2 separate regions of the Sus scrofa genome follow, and region 2 is linked to region 1. Evidence: chromatin contacts called from public HiChIP or PLAC-seq data. All regions are on one chromosome and are shown on one strand. The core of a region is the stretch at or near the end of the contact, and the rest is flanking DNA. Distances in the headings are between cores, read along the strand shown.

Evidence for each region. HiChIP or PLAC-seq counts read pairs in DNA pulled down with a chosen protein or histone mark.
Region 2: a contact with region 1 is called in an H3K27ac HiChIP or PLAC-seq map of skeletal muscle. The contact joins two enhancer-like sites. A contact is called at or near these places in 1 of 47 Hi-C or Micro-C datasets (embryonic fibroblasts) and 1 of 2 datasets of contacts at active chromatin or transcription factors (skeletal muscle).

Annotation. Positions count from the first base shown.
Region 1 is chr15:84,559,257-84,566,449 of Sscrofa11.1, reverse strand. All of the region lies in intron 20 of CCDC141 (coiled-coil domain-containing protein 141), which reads left to right. Among named protein-coding and RNA genes, the nearest start is that of TTN, 62 kb to the right of the region's middle. Within about 2 kb of position 4,124, at least 3 of the 83 cell types and tissues checked have an H3K27ac peak or open chromatin away from gene starts, as enhancers often do. A contact at or near this core is called in skeletal muscle, where this site is marked.
Region 2 is chr15:84,725,105-84,732,297 of Sscrofa11.1, reverse strand. CCDC141 (coiled-coil domain-containing protein 141) reads left to right here. Exons shown (of 28, transcript XM_021075317.1): 5 at 1,143-1,265. Among named protein-coding and RNA genes, the nearest start is that of CCDC141, 17 kb to the left of the region's middle. Within about 2 kb of position 3,232, at least 6 of the 83 cell types and tissues checked have an H3K27ac peak or open chromatin away from gene starts, as enhancers often do. A contact at or near this core is called in skeletal muscle, where this site is marked.

The DNA of each region.
Region 1 (7,193 bases), core at 2,875-5,374:
ACAGTATATCATGCACAACATGTACTTTCCAAGCACAAGCCTAATGGCACAATAATCAGAAAGAATATTTTCAGCACTCTTCAGTAAAATAAAGATATGTGTTGGAGCTCCCTTGTGGCTCAGCAGGTTAAGGATCCAGCATTGTCACTACAGCAGCTTGGGTCGCTGCTATGGCTTGGGTTTAATCCCTGGGAATTTCACCATGCTGCAGGCATGGCCAAGAAAAATAAAAAAGACGTTTATGTTCCAGTTTGTACTGAGAATGTCAGAGCCAGAGTCTATGTTGTAATATTTGACACCTAGACATTTTTATTATTATTGTCATTATTAGTATTTGGTACATGTGCTTAAAAATTAAAATTAAAAGAAATTTGTTATACTATTTTTTTGTATAAAAAAATAAAGTCTTGGAGTTCCTGTCATGGCACAGTAGAAACGAATCCAACTAGGAACCATGAGGTTGCGGGTTCGATCCCTGGCCTCGCTCAGTGGGTTAAGGACCCAGCATTGTCATGAGCTGTGGTGTAGGTTGCAGACATGGTTCAGATCTGGCATTGCTGTGGCTGTGGCATAGGCTGGCAGCTACAGCTCCGATTAGACCCCTAGCCTGGGAACCTCCTTATGCCACAGGTGCAGTCCTAAAAGGACAAAAGACAAAAAAAAAATGAATTAAAAATAAAAAAATAAAGTCAAATATCCCACCAGGGAACTAGACCAAGCACAGCATTTGACTTTTTAAGTTGATTTTAAAACATACTGTTTTACTTCCAATGTGCTTCAAGTGCTTCTTGGGACTTCACTGATTCTGATTTAAAACTGATTTTGGAGGATTTTCATTTTTCAGATGAGAAAATTGAAGAGTACACATTTTTCACTTGAGCATATGCTGCAGGACTGCAGAGTTTCTGCTCATAGTGTTTCTGGCTTTGGGCCAGAAGCTCATTTATTGGGCACCAACATTTATTGGGCACCAACTTGTCACCTGCTAAACACAAAATTCATCATTCAGTTACTGCCTGAGTCTGTTCAACTATTGCATGGTCTGATGTTAAATGTATCCTTTAACTATGTTTTCTTCTTCTATCTTTGTTTTCTAGTATATTTTTTTGCAAACTGTTCTTATGATCTGGTATAGTACCACAGTTCACCTGGTTATTTCAACCAGACTACTTTTTGAAGATGCCATAATTTACATGGTTTTAACAGCACTAAAGGCCCTTAGAAAAGAACTCAATACCTCAAGGCAAAATAAAGTGAGGTGTTCTATGTGTAATTTTTTTTAATGCAATATGATATTCCTTAAAGACAAAGAACCATGTGTTTTGTGGGGTTTTTTTGCCTTGATTGTCTTTGGGTAAAATATTATTTATGTCTAATTTGTATAGTATAGAAGACATAGTTAATTGTAAAACCTCATTTTCTCCACGTCTTCTTGAAAACAGACTTAAGATAGCCAGATTTTGTGGAGTTTTTTCTACACGTTTCACACAAAGGTACATTTTTATGCATGAAGATTGACTCTCGCTATACATTTGCTGGCCTGGCCATACAAATAATTTGTTAATACAGAAAGCACTATAGACATTCTCTGCCATTTAACATGACCGAACTTCATCAGTTACTTATTCTTTACACGTCTTCTTTAGAAATGTAATAACTTAATATCGAGCATGTTTTATTCTTGCAAACTGACTGAAAAAAAATCACCTTTACATTTACATGATGTTAATGGAAATTTGTCACTGGAGTCTCATTATGGGTCACAAACAATTACTTTGCTGAAAAGAATAGCAATGACGGAATTGGGTTGGCATTCATTTTCTCAAATAAATTTTGCAAATGGAAGCTTTTGTATAATTATATTACTTCAGCCTGAGATTTTGACACTGTAGCAACCTCTTACCCATCAGGAAGGGAACAGAAATGGACAATATATATATGCCTGTAGGTATATGTTCTACATATGCCAGAGTCTTTTGTTCCAGTCACACAGATTCTTTTGTCAGGTTGGATAGGTCAGTCACCTAAGGTCCAGGGAGATGAGGCATATTAGCAGCAGTAAATTAGGATATGGGAATGGTATGGCTATAGACACATACACAACTGATAGCATTAAACCTTCTCATATTGTATAGTGCTTTGCTGTTGACAAAATGACTATGGACAGCCACTGGCTGGCAGGAAAAGAAGCAGAAAAAGACGGTGTAGATGGGCAAAACACCTGATGGAGCAGCACTGTGGTATAGTGTAGATAGTTATTATTTTCCAGATTGATGATCTTAATTCATTATTTTAAGAAAAAAATTAATTATCATTGTTCAACAAATATCATTATATGGCTACTGTGTGCCAGACCATAAGAACACAAAAGTCCTTAGGAAACTAAGAATCTAGGGCAACTTAAAGCCCAGGGGACTTCACAGTCACAGCCACTCATTTCTAGGCCCCTCTGTGAGTCTGGACAATATACATAAGAGGATAGGAGCGATTACAGTTTTTTATGAAAATGCCCATCCTGTAGGGTTAAAATCTGTTACAAGTTTGGTGTTTAACATCTACAAAACCACCATTCCTATAGAGGGCTGAATTTTTTTTTTCACTTTTTAAAATGTGACTGAAGTACAGTTGATTGATAAGGTTGTGATCATTTCTGCTGAGAGCTGAGGTTTAAAATCATGGTTAACTTTTCCAGAAAATAAAATGTAAATAAACTGTGAACACACAGAACTTTCAGAAGGGATAAAATAACTGTTACTGAGAAATACTGCCACCTGCAATTTCAAATGGAGCCATTGTCTTCTCCGTCTGAGCTGCCCCACTTCCTGCTTCTACAAGGCTAGTCCTAAGCACAGGAAGACAGCCATGTGGTTGCTGAATGGACAGAGGCCAAGAAAGTCTTGTCCTAAAATTTCTCCAGCACTAAAGCTGAATATTCTATTATTAATTATTATAGCAAGTCATTCAGGTTAAATTATGACTTTCAGTCCCTTCATTTCAAATACAAGCATGCCTGGGAAGTGATAACTGCAGCTTTTGCTCTGTAAAAATGAGCATCGGAAAGCTTTTTATCTGGAGCAGGCAAAATGGTGGGCAAGATATAGACATTAAGAAAAATGGACTGCTTGTTTTGTATTTTTGCTTCTGACCAATTACGCACCATAGTTATGGTGAAAGGCTTTTGTTTTAAATACATGTTCTTAGCTGTAAAATGTCCTATGTCCCTCACATAAATTGGCTTTGCCAGCAACAGACTCACAAATAATACATTCTTGCGCCAAAGTTGCCTCAACCAGCTTCGTCAAGAATAAAAATAGCAAGCCTGTCTCATTGTCAACCATCTTATTCCCTTTTGCTTCTTCTCTAAGAAGTTTTGTTTATTCCTGAACCAAGAGAGGCTTAGTTCTCCCTAGGAAATTTGAGAAAGATGCTTATTCTGCTATAGGTTCAGAAGTTTCAGAAGAACTACAGTTTTAAGGTCTTAATGACTTTTTTCTAATTATAGCTCTATTAAATTAGTCTGCTTATTCCACAGCAAATAAGGAGGAGCTGAACAAGTGGAAAGATAGGAAAATCACACTATTCTTTTGAGAAAATACCTTTCTCTTGATTTTCTGAAGATTTTCAGAAATTTTCTTAATATGAATTATAACACCATTTAAAGATTTTGAATACAGTACACTTTCTCTTGCCCACGGCTTTGGGTGTTTTTTCCTGCTTCTGAGCTCCAGTTGAGCAGTTGCCCTAGCCATCTCCACCATTCCCCATTGTTGACAAGCTAACTAAAGTTAGAAACAGCTGCGTGAACAACGATACCATAGCCGAGCAATCACAGTGCTCAGTTCCTTTAAAAATATGATCACAAGTTATGTGGGGATTAGATGGGAAGTTAAGTTTTCATATTGGAATGTGTAGGTAAGAAAATTAAGCAAGGCTAGATTTTTCTGAAAATCTGATTGCTGAAGATAGTTCATGCATTCTGCCTTCCACCTTGTATTTGCAATAATTCTGAATTTGAGCTGGGAAAGGTACAGGATTTTAAAGTGAGTTTCCAGTGGGACCAAAAGAGAAAAGTGCCAGCAACTTTGTCAAAAGAGCTCGTGTGTCAGAAAGAAACTGATCCCATTTCACATACCCATAACGGCATGAACATTCTTTGGCCTTATAAATCATCTTCAGTGGAGGTGCATACATTCTGAAGCAAACAGAAATAAAATTGCACTCATTTATCAGTCTTAAATTTCTTAATCCAAAGTAGACGTAAAGTGTCATGGCTTAGAATTAAAGTGTTAAAGCTTAGCCTTCTGTCATTCATCACATAGTTTTCAAATAGATGTTGATCTTTCCTGTTTAAACAGGTAGATGTAACCCAGTGATTATCAGGTTTATGACAGAGCCCCTCTTCCATTCTTTATTTTTTTTAATTTAATTTAATTTAAATTTAATTATTACTCAATGAATTTATCAAATCTGTAGTTGTATAATGATCATCACAATCCAATTTCACAGGATTTCCATCCCACCACCCAAGCACATCCCCCTACCCCCCAAACTGTCTCCTCTGGAGAACAAAAGCTTTTCAATGTCTGTGAGTCAGCATCTGTTCTGCAAAGAAGTTCAGTCGGCCAGACACTGTAAAACTCTTAGAGGAAAACATAGGCCAAACACTCTCTGACATAAACAACAGCCACATCTTCTCAGATCCACCTCTTAGAGTATTGACAATAAAAACAAAAATAAACAAATGGGACCTAATCAAACTTAAAAGTTTCTGCACAGCAAAGGAAACCCTAAACAAATGAAAAGACAACCCACAGAATGGGAGAAAATCTTTGTAAATGAATCAACTGACAAGGGATTAATCTCCAAAATTTATAAACATCTTCTGCAGCTCCATACCAAAAAAACAACCCCATCCAAAAATGGGCAGAAGATCTAAACAGACAGTTCTCCAAAGAAGACATACATATGGCCAAAAAAACACATGAAAAGATGTTCAACATCACTCATTATTAGAGAAATGCAAATCTTCTATTCTTTAAACTGAAGTTTATAAATCAGGGTCCAATAAGGGAAAAAAGAATACAAAGTTTTATTTCACAGTGGATACATGTTAGTGACAGGACATATTTTTTTTCTTTCATTTTATTATTTTATTTTTATTTGTATTAAAAATAAAAATTGTATTTTTAACTATACTAAAATGCACATAACATAAAGTTTACCATCTTAACCATTTTAAGGGAATGATTAAGTGATACATTTGCATTTTTGTACAACCACCACCACTATTCATTTCCAGAACTTTTTCATCGCCCCAAAGAGGGACTCTGTGCTCATTAAACAATAACTATGTTGAGGACATGTTTTTAATGCAAGAATCTCTGGTTTCCTCAGATGTAGTAGTTATTACACCTATAGTCAGATTATGACTTCAGGAAAAAAGAAGTTCCTGCCAAACATTTACGTGATTAACTAAGGATATAGTCCCTTTATATCTTAATCCTATAAAATTGACCTCATTTTTCCTTTCCCACTAATATCAAATACATGTATATTAAAACATAATCTGTCAAAAATACTGTTTATTTCATAAATATACCAACCGAATAATACTTTTAAATATTTTCCTGAGTCCTAATAGAGAAATCATTTCCAAACTTTGAAGTTTCTACTTTAGAATATTGCTAAATTGATTTGTCAATTTAAATGTTTTATGTGGTCTCTTTGCTTGTAATTTAAAACTCATGTTCAACAATTTCATTTACCATATAAAATAAACAACACTGATTAAGTATTGTTGTGGCAGGTGCAAAAATTACATCAGTTTAATTTCCATGTATGCAATTAGGCTGGGGCTTCATAGATCGTTGTCTTTGGGAAGCGTTAAAGATAAGGTCAAGGTTTTGTTTTAACAATATGTAGATTTTGAAATAAGCATTTTGAAAAAGCAAGCATTTTCTAGGGCAGATATATTTGTCTGCATTATTAGTCTAAAATCCAGCATGTGAATAGCCTTTATTCCCTCCCAAATAATTTATTTGCTGTCATTGAAAGGAATTTTAATGTTTTTCTGACTCTCCTTGTCATAGCTCAAATTTATCAACCATGACATTGTTCATTCTTGGCTGTTAAATGCTTCTATACAATCTGAGAATGTTTATGTTTTCTTTGTACTCCTCTTTGCTGATAACATAAAGAGTGAGTTGCCTATCAATTTGTTTATCCTTCTTGAATATGGAGAAGGGCACAGAAAGTGGTATGGTTAATGGAACTAGACGGCTTAGAATTTTGGTTCACTGAGAAAGCTGAACTGTTTGTTTTTAAGACAGTCATACTCTATGCCCTGTTTTTGGTGTAAAGCCATATACTCTGTTTACACATAAGTTAGCATTGCCAGCAGGGGAAACAACTGTCACTTTACGTGCCATTTTTAAAGGTCCTCTGATGTTAATGACTTTTTAAAAAAGTTTTCTTGTAGTTAATTTACAAGGTTGTGATAATTTCTGCTGTACAACAAAGTGACCCAGCCATACATATACACATATCCATTCTTTCTCAAATTCTTTTGGCTCATATCTAAAAAGTAGATCTCCTCTGGAAACTGCCAATGAAAAATAATTTTTAACTGGATTTAGGCAAATAAAGTCCTATTCCTACTGGCTCTCTTATTGGGTCTCCTTTTCAACCCCACCAATGTCCTTGTTGGTCTAAATGTCAACACTCCACTGACCTCTGCCACATGAACGGCTCCCTGGAGCCTTAATAAGTTTATTCATGATGGCTGTAAGAGCACTGGAATATGGAAGGATCTAGGACAATATTAGCACACAGAGAACAGAGTGGGTTGGAAAATGATGTCAAATTAATACAAATAAGAAAATTAGAGTTGTCAAAATCTATGATATGTTAAAAAAACTTTCTTTTTAAAAAAATTTTATTTTCTTTTTTTTAATTATTTCCCCAATACAATTTTTTTTCTACTGTGCAGCATGGTGACCCAGTTACACATACATGTATACATTCTATTTTCTCACATTATCATGCTCCATCATAAGTGACTAAACATAGTTCCCAGTGCTACACAGCAAGATCTACACTTTGCTCATAATGAGTGAAGTCAGTCAGAAGAAGAAAGACAAGTACTATATGATATCACTTATATCTGGAAAAAAAATTTCTTGATCAAAGGCCAA
Region 2 (7,193 bases), core at 1,983-4,482, 170 kb before region 1:
AAAAAAAAAAGGTTAATTTCTCTTTTCCTGAGATATGAAATACTTTTTAGAGTAGGGTGAGGAAGAATGGGTATAGACAAAATGATAAAGAATCATAGGTAAATTGGCAGTAAGAAAAAAAAGCCTCTAAAATTATACTGGAAACTCTTATTTTAACTGAACTGTTTTTCTAAAAATGTTCCCTCCACCCTCCCTCCCTGTTTCCCTTAATTCACTGCTGTTCCATATAAAATAAACCCAACCCCAAGCTATTCGAAGTGGAAAGTCCATCTTCAAGGAATAGAAGTGCCTTGTCTGACCTATATGGGCTTCTCGTTTCCAATCTCAGGGCACTAATGATCTGGAATAAACACATGGTTTTCTCATTTCTCTTCAACCATTCACCCAGTCACATGCACATGCCTGATGGTAGTTCCTCTTGTTTAACTGACTGTTGATTCTTAGAAAAGCAAGTCCTTAAGAAATGCAATGATGCATTATATCTTAGAGCAGTGAAAGGGTCCTGAGTGTGGAAAACATTGACTATTCAAATGGCAGTTGTCAGATATCTAATTTCACTGACAGTGTTGTCCATACTTTGCTAAATATTCAACCACAAAATTTGGAAGATATTACATTTTAACTTTGAAATAAGCTAAACAAATCTTGATCTGCTATTTATTCTTTCTGATTAAGAAGGTCCATGTAAAGACACTAATCGGCCTGAGTTGAACATATGGAACCTTTACCTCTTGGTGAAGCTTGCCCCCTACTAGTTCAAGTCACTATTTTTAGAGAATTCAGTTTTCTAAGTCAGAGAATGTAAAATTTTGAATTGTTCTATAATTTTGTACTATTAGAATAGTAATAGTCTATTGCATAATAATAGTCTATGGTGTATGTTCCTCATTTGGGAGGTTTTAATTTAAATCCAATATGCTAAGAGAAAAGAATTTATGCTAAGAGGAAAAAAAAAAAAAAGAAAAGGCAGGGCATGGATTTATGTTAGACCTGTTCTATTTCAGTTTATATAAGGCCTACCTCTGTGGAAAGAATAAAGTGTTCACAGTATAACTGGAAATTAAAAAAAGAAAAAAGGAGAAGGGTGAAAGGGAAGGAACAAGAGGAACTAAAAGTGCATTTTATTTCATTTTTATTTTTAGTGTGGCAAATGGGTACAACTTCAATTGGCTGAATCACAGCCCAATCTTCTAGAAATTGGACGTAATCAAGATGAAACCAAAAAACTTCTTCATGATCATGAACTTCTTTTGGCCAAACTCAAGGTAAGATGTTAAGATGTGAAGCAGATAAAAATACTTGTTTCTTATGCTTCCTTTTGATTTCTTTGATGTCACTGGCCTATGGCCATTTTAACATAGATAATGGAAAAACACTATAGTTATTTATGAGCAAACACCAGCATTGGAGAGGTGTACCGAGTTTTTTTTTTTTTTTTTTTTTTAACATTCCTCAATGTGGTAGAAAATATGGACTGATAATATTTTTGCCATAGATAAATAAGTACTTTTTTCCCCCTGGCTCCTTCAGTGAAAAAAAAGAAATTCCATCATTTTTCCATTTCATTCAACATACTGTCAAATTACAACAGTTCCAATTTTTCTATTGTTAATAATATTTTTGTTGCTAGCAAAAATAATGTAGAGGCTTTCCCTCTCTTAAGCTATTAAAAATATCTGGTTTTATATTTACTATTAAGAGTTCTGGAGTTCCCGTTATGGCACAGCAGAAACGAATCTGACTAGAACCATGAGGTTGTGGGTTCTATCCCTGGCCTTGCTCAGTGGGTTAAGGTGTGGTGTTGCCGTGAGCTGTGGTATAGGTCACAGATGTGGCTCAGATCCCGAGTTGCTGTGGCTCTGGTGTAGGCCAGCAGCTGTAGCTCTGATTAGACCCTAGCCTGGGAACTTCCATATGCCATGGTGTGGCCCTAAAAAGCAAAATAAATAAATACATAAATAAAATAGAAAAAAAAAGTATTCTTAAAACCGAAGAATACTTTTAGTAAATTCAGAGTTATAGCATATAATGCTGTAGTTATTAAGAATCTAAAAACAACTTGGCTTTGAGATTGCCAGATAAGGTATCTAATCAGGTACAGGAATGTAATTTGGGAGCCCAACACAAAGGAAAAATGTGGGGCTTCCTGTTCAAAAAGCAGGAAAAAGCTTTTTCTTGGCCCTTCACGGTGTTCTTCTTACCTCCTTCAGGCATGGGGATCTACATGGGGTGAGTGCAGCCCCTCACAGGTGCTGGGCCTCAGCCCTGGCCCAGTGCACAGGGTGTGGGCCAGGCCAGTCTTCCAAGCTGTGCCCTGACCTCTGCCAGGGCAGATGGCAGAGGTCACTGAGCAGGGACGGGGAGCAGACAGGATAGCAGAATCTCTCCTCTTTCCTCGGGAGGCAGGACCACATGCGAGATGAGGCTCCCATCTCCCAACATTTCCTCTGTTGTCCCACTGGACTTCACTTATAAAACACATTCAAAGATAAATTGTTAAGAACTTCAAGATGGTGACAGGTAAAGCACTAAACCCCAAGTGGTTTCCCCTTCTGAGAATGGAGCTATGTGCCACAGCCAATGCTGTGAGTAATAACCCTCAGAGGCAAATGAATGTCATCACTAAGATCAAAGAGGTTTGATTCAGAAGCCTGCAAAGACTAGATGTTCTGTGGCTTTAGTACTTTAATATTACTGTCATCTTTGAACATCTAGGTTGGAATTTACACTTGCTTCCTAGATTTAGAAGCAGATTCGATCTGCATCCGATGTGTCATACCAGCAGTGGCTTTCTGATTGGACAGTAATCAAAGTAAGTGGGTAAATCAGGCTGAAAAGTCAAAGAAAGAATTATAACTGAGGCCGGGGGGCTGTGAGAATCCAGAATTTATTCTCCTGTGTAGACAACTCTGTGCTCTCGGTTATCTTTCAAGGTAGAAATCCCTGGCCACCAGGAACTTCTTCATGTATCTTAAAAAAAAAAAAAACATGATGATGTGAGCAGTCATAGAACCAGGAATCAAAATATCTCTATTTCAGCACTAATTATGCCACTAACTCGTAATTTGGCTAACAACTCAATGTCTTAGCGCTACAGAAAAAGCTCAATTTTAGCACTTGTGGAAACCCAGTGCTTTCTCACAATCCTGCCTGTCACCAGAGGTTTACTTTCTCAGCCCTTCCAATATGCACTTGTCAACTGTTTCTGAAGTTAACCTGGATTTGAAACTTCATCCCTTCCCCAGGTCCCACTAACAGCTGGCAACACATTCAGGGCCACTGGTGAACTATGGTTGATGGGAAATGCATAGCAGTCTGGGTCTCAAAGGCAACCTCTTTCTCCCTGAACCTATTCCTGTCCAGCCCCACAACTCTGGGGAGAATTCTTTATGTAGCAGAGCAGTTGATCTGCTCTTAACAAGTATGCGCTATTTGCACACCTAAAATCCTACACGTGCTCAGCTGCAAAAGCGCTTTATGTTTTACAGGCTCCAGCTTCAGAAGTTGCTTGTGCTTCTCAGTTGTAAGGTCTTGTCCTTTTATGCCAGTCTTCCTGCTATGGGCTAGCCTCCTAGGCCTTTTATTTATAAAAATGGGAAAATATGAATCAAAGGTTCCTTTCTATAGTGGATCTTGCCATAATGGGCAATGGAATCTTGGGACCATTCTCCCTCTCTGCATGTGGGTCTGAGAATGTGAAGTTACAAGTAAAAAGGACTTTGGCTTTCACATAGGCCTCCAGGCAGGACCTCTTTATGTCCATCTCCTGTATCTTCCTTCACCACCCATCCTACCAAACCAGCCACCGACCCTCAAGAGATTTTAAGTAGTAGCTTCATCTTCCAATACTATTGGCTTAAAAATCAAGGAGTCTGAAGTCAGTTTCAGATTTTCTGTCAGGAGACTTTTTTAAATGAGAAAAATGTGAATTCTGTATTGCAGATCACTAATTTATCAGTTTACTAGTTATTATGCTGTTGGGGTAAATACACTCTTAACTGTAGCAGAAAGTTGTTGTGCCAAGTTAGTTTTAATATGAGCTTTTTGAATGATAGGGACATTAGTAGTTCAATAAGCCAATAATGTTTAATATTTAATATTCATTCCAGTTCTTTTCCTAGGCACAGGGCCCTGGGATTTGTTCTAATTATAAAATGGAATGTACTCTTACAAGTGTTGGGAGGCTGTAGGAATACTCTGCTGAGTCTACTCTGCTTTAGACAAAGCATTTTAGCCTCTCTGGTCTCAGGTTCTTTGTGTGAAAAATTATGATAATAACAGAGACCCTTAAATACCTAAAAAGGAAATCTTGGGGAGGAACACAATGATTTATGGAAGTGCCTGCTGCCTTTAAAAGAAAAAGTGGTGTAACTGTTCCATTAAGAATTAATATATCAGAGAAATTTGGATGTTTAATTTGATAGAAAAGCTGTTTTCTGCCTTCCATTGAAAATTATCTCAAACCCTAATAATTTAGACTGAAGGGAAAATTCTGAAAACAGAATTTTTATGAGTGTTTCTAATGTTGGTAATGTCTATACCCCAGAGATCTTATTTTCCTTTCAGCAATGTACTCAACTATTCCAGTGGAACGTCCAGAGAAAAAAATATTTCCCTGTTTTCAGTGGGGAAAACATTATCATGTGGAAAAGCATTCATTCCCTGAAAGCATCTAGATTCCCAAATCATACTTGATTCTTTCTTTCTTTTTAGGGCCACAGCCATGGCATATGGAAGTTCCCTAACTAGGGGTCGAATTGGAATTGGAACTTTAGCCACTGGCCTATGCCACAGCCACAGCAACAAGGGATCTGAGCCACATCTGTGACCTACATCACAGCTCACAACAATGCCAGATCCCCGACCCCCTGAGCAAGGCCAGGGATCAAACCCAGATCCTCATGGATACTAGTCAGATTCGTTTCTGCTGTGCTGCAATGGAAACTCCCATACTTGATTATTTTTCATGAGAAAAAAAAAATTCAAGAAAGGGGATAGGGAGATGTAAGCAGGTAAAGAAGCACTGTCTGTGCCACTGTCAGTACTGTGTCCTCAGGTGGTTCAGGAAAAGAGGAGCTGGAAATTCCGTAGAGATGTTGCTGAGGGCATTCGTCCCCTCAGCATCTGTCTTCCAAGCAACTACATTGCTATTGTCCAAAAGAATTAGGACTGTAAGAACCAAGAAAATCTCTAGACCGTGGTTCCTATATTTGTAAGTAAATGATATTAGCCTTCAGTGAAGAATGGCACTCTAGAGTATAAAATACTAAAAAATGTCATCTCTGATTTACTCATAAATCTATTGGCTCCCTGATTCTGACTAAATTTCTGACTCAGTGAATGTTTATTTCTGTCCTGTTTCTGTTTACTTAAAAATGAATAGAATATATTATTAGTAAAGTTTAAAGTCTTACTAAAATGTATTCTTTAAAGAAGGAATAGTGGGATTTTCTGTGAGCAGAAGTACTTACTATGAATGCATTATGTAAAAATTTTTATTATGGTAAAATATATATTATAAATTTGCAATTTCAACCAATTTTTTTGTCTGTTTTTGTCTATTTTAGGGCCATAACCGCAGCATATGAAGGTTCCCAGGCTAGGGGTCTAATTGGAGCTGGTGCTGCCAGCCTATGCCAGAGCCACAGCAATGCCAGATTCAAGCCTCGTCTTCGACCTTCACCACAGCTCACACCAATGCTGGATCTTTAACCCACTGAGTGAGGCCAGGGATCGAACCCACAACCTCATGGTTCCTATTTGGATTCATTTCCACTGAGCCACGACAGGAACTCCTCAACCATTTTTAAATGTACAATTCAGCGGCATTAATTTCATTCACAGTGTTGTTCAACCATCACAAGTATCAATTTCCCCAAATTTTTCAACACTCCAAATAGGAACTCTGTATCTATTAAGCAATGACTCCCACTCTCCCTTTTCTGATACTGCTAATCTACTTTCCACCCTTATGAATTCATGTAAATGGAATTATATAATATTTGTCCTTGTGTTGTCTGGCTTATTTCACTCAGCATGCTGTTTTCAACATTCATCTATGTTGTCACCGGTATTAGAACTTCATTCCTTCTTATGAATGAATAATACTGAAATACATAGATATGCCACATTGCACATTTGTCCATGGACAATAGGGTTTTCAGCTATTTTCAGCTATTGTGAATAATGCTACAGTGAACACTGGTTTACACATATCTGTTAGAATACATGTTTTCAGTTATTTTGGGTGTATATCTAGGAGTGGACTTGCCAGGTCATAGGGCATTTTTTCTTCTTTTTCTTTTCCCCTTTTTTTTTTTTTTTTTTTTTTTTTTTTTTTTTTAGGGCCGCACCTGTGGTATATGGAGGTTCCCAGGCTAGAGGTCAAATTGGAGCTATAGTTGCTGGCCACAGCCACAGGAATGCAGGATCTGAGCCGCATCTTCCACCTACATCGCAGCTCACGGCAACACCTGATCCTTAACGCACTAAGTGAGATCAAACCTGCAACTTCATTGTTCCTAATCAGATTTGTTTCCGCTGTGCCATGAAGGGAACTCCCATAGGGCATTTTTCTTCTAACTCTTTAAGGAAACACCAAAATGTTTTTCATAGTAGCTGTACCATATTACATTCCCACCAACAACACACAAGTGTTCCAATTTCTCCATATCTTTGCTAAACATGTTATTTTTTCTCTCTCTCTCACTCTGTGTGTGCTTGTGTGTGTGTGTGCGTTGTGTTTAATGATAGCTATTCTATTATATGTGAAGTGGTGTCTCGTGGTGTTGATTTGTAGTTCTCTAATAACTAATGAAGTTTAAAATCTTTTCTTATACCTACTGGACAATTGTCTATCTTCTTTGGAGAAATTTCTATTCAAGTGTTCTGCTCATTTTTTGTCCTTTTTTGGCAGCCCCACAGGCATATAGAGTTCCCTGGCTAGAGATCAGATCTGAGCCGCAGTTGCGACCAACTCTGCAGGAGCTGCTATGTGGGATCCTTTAACCTACTGTGCCAGGCTAGGGATTGAACCCATCCTGCAGCTGCAGAGATGCCATTGATCCCATTGTCTTGGAGTTCCCATTGTGGCTCAGCAGGTTAAGAACCCGACTAGTGTCCTTGAGGATGAATGTTCGATCCCTGGCCTTGCTTAGTTAGTTAAGATCTGGCTTTGTCACAAGCTGTGGTGT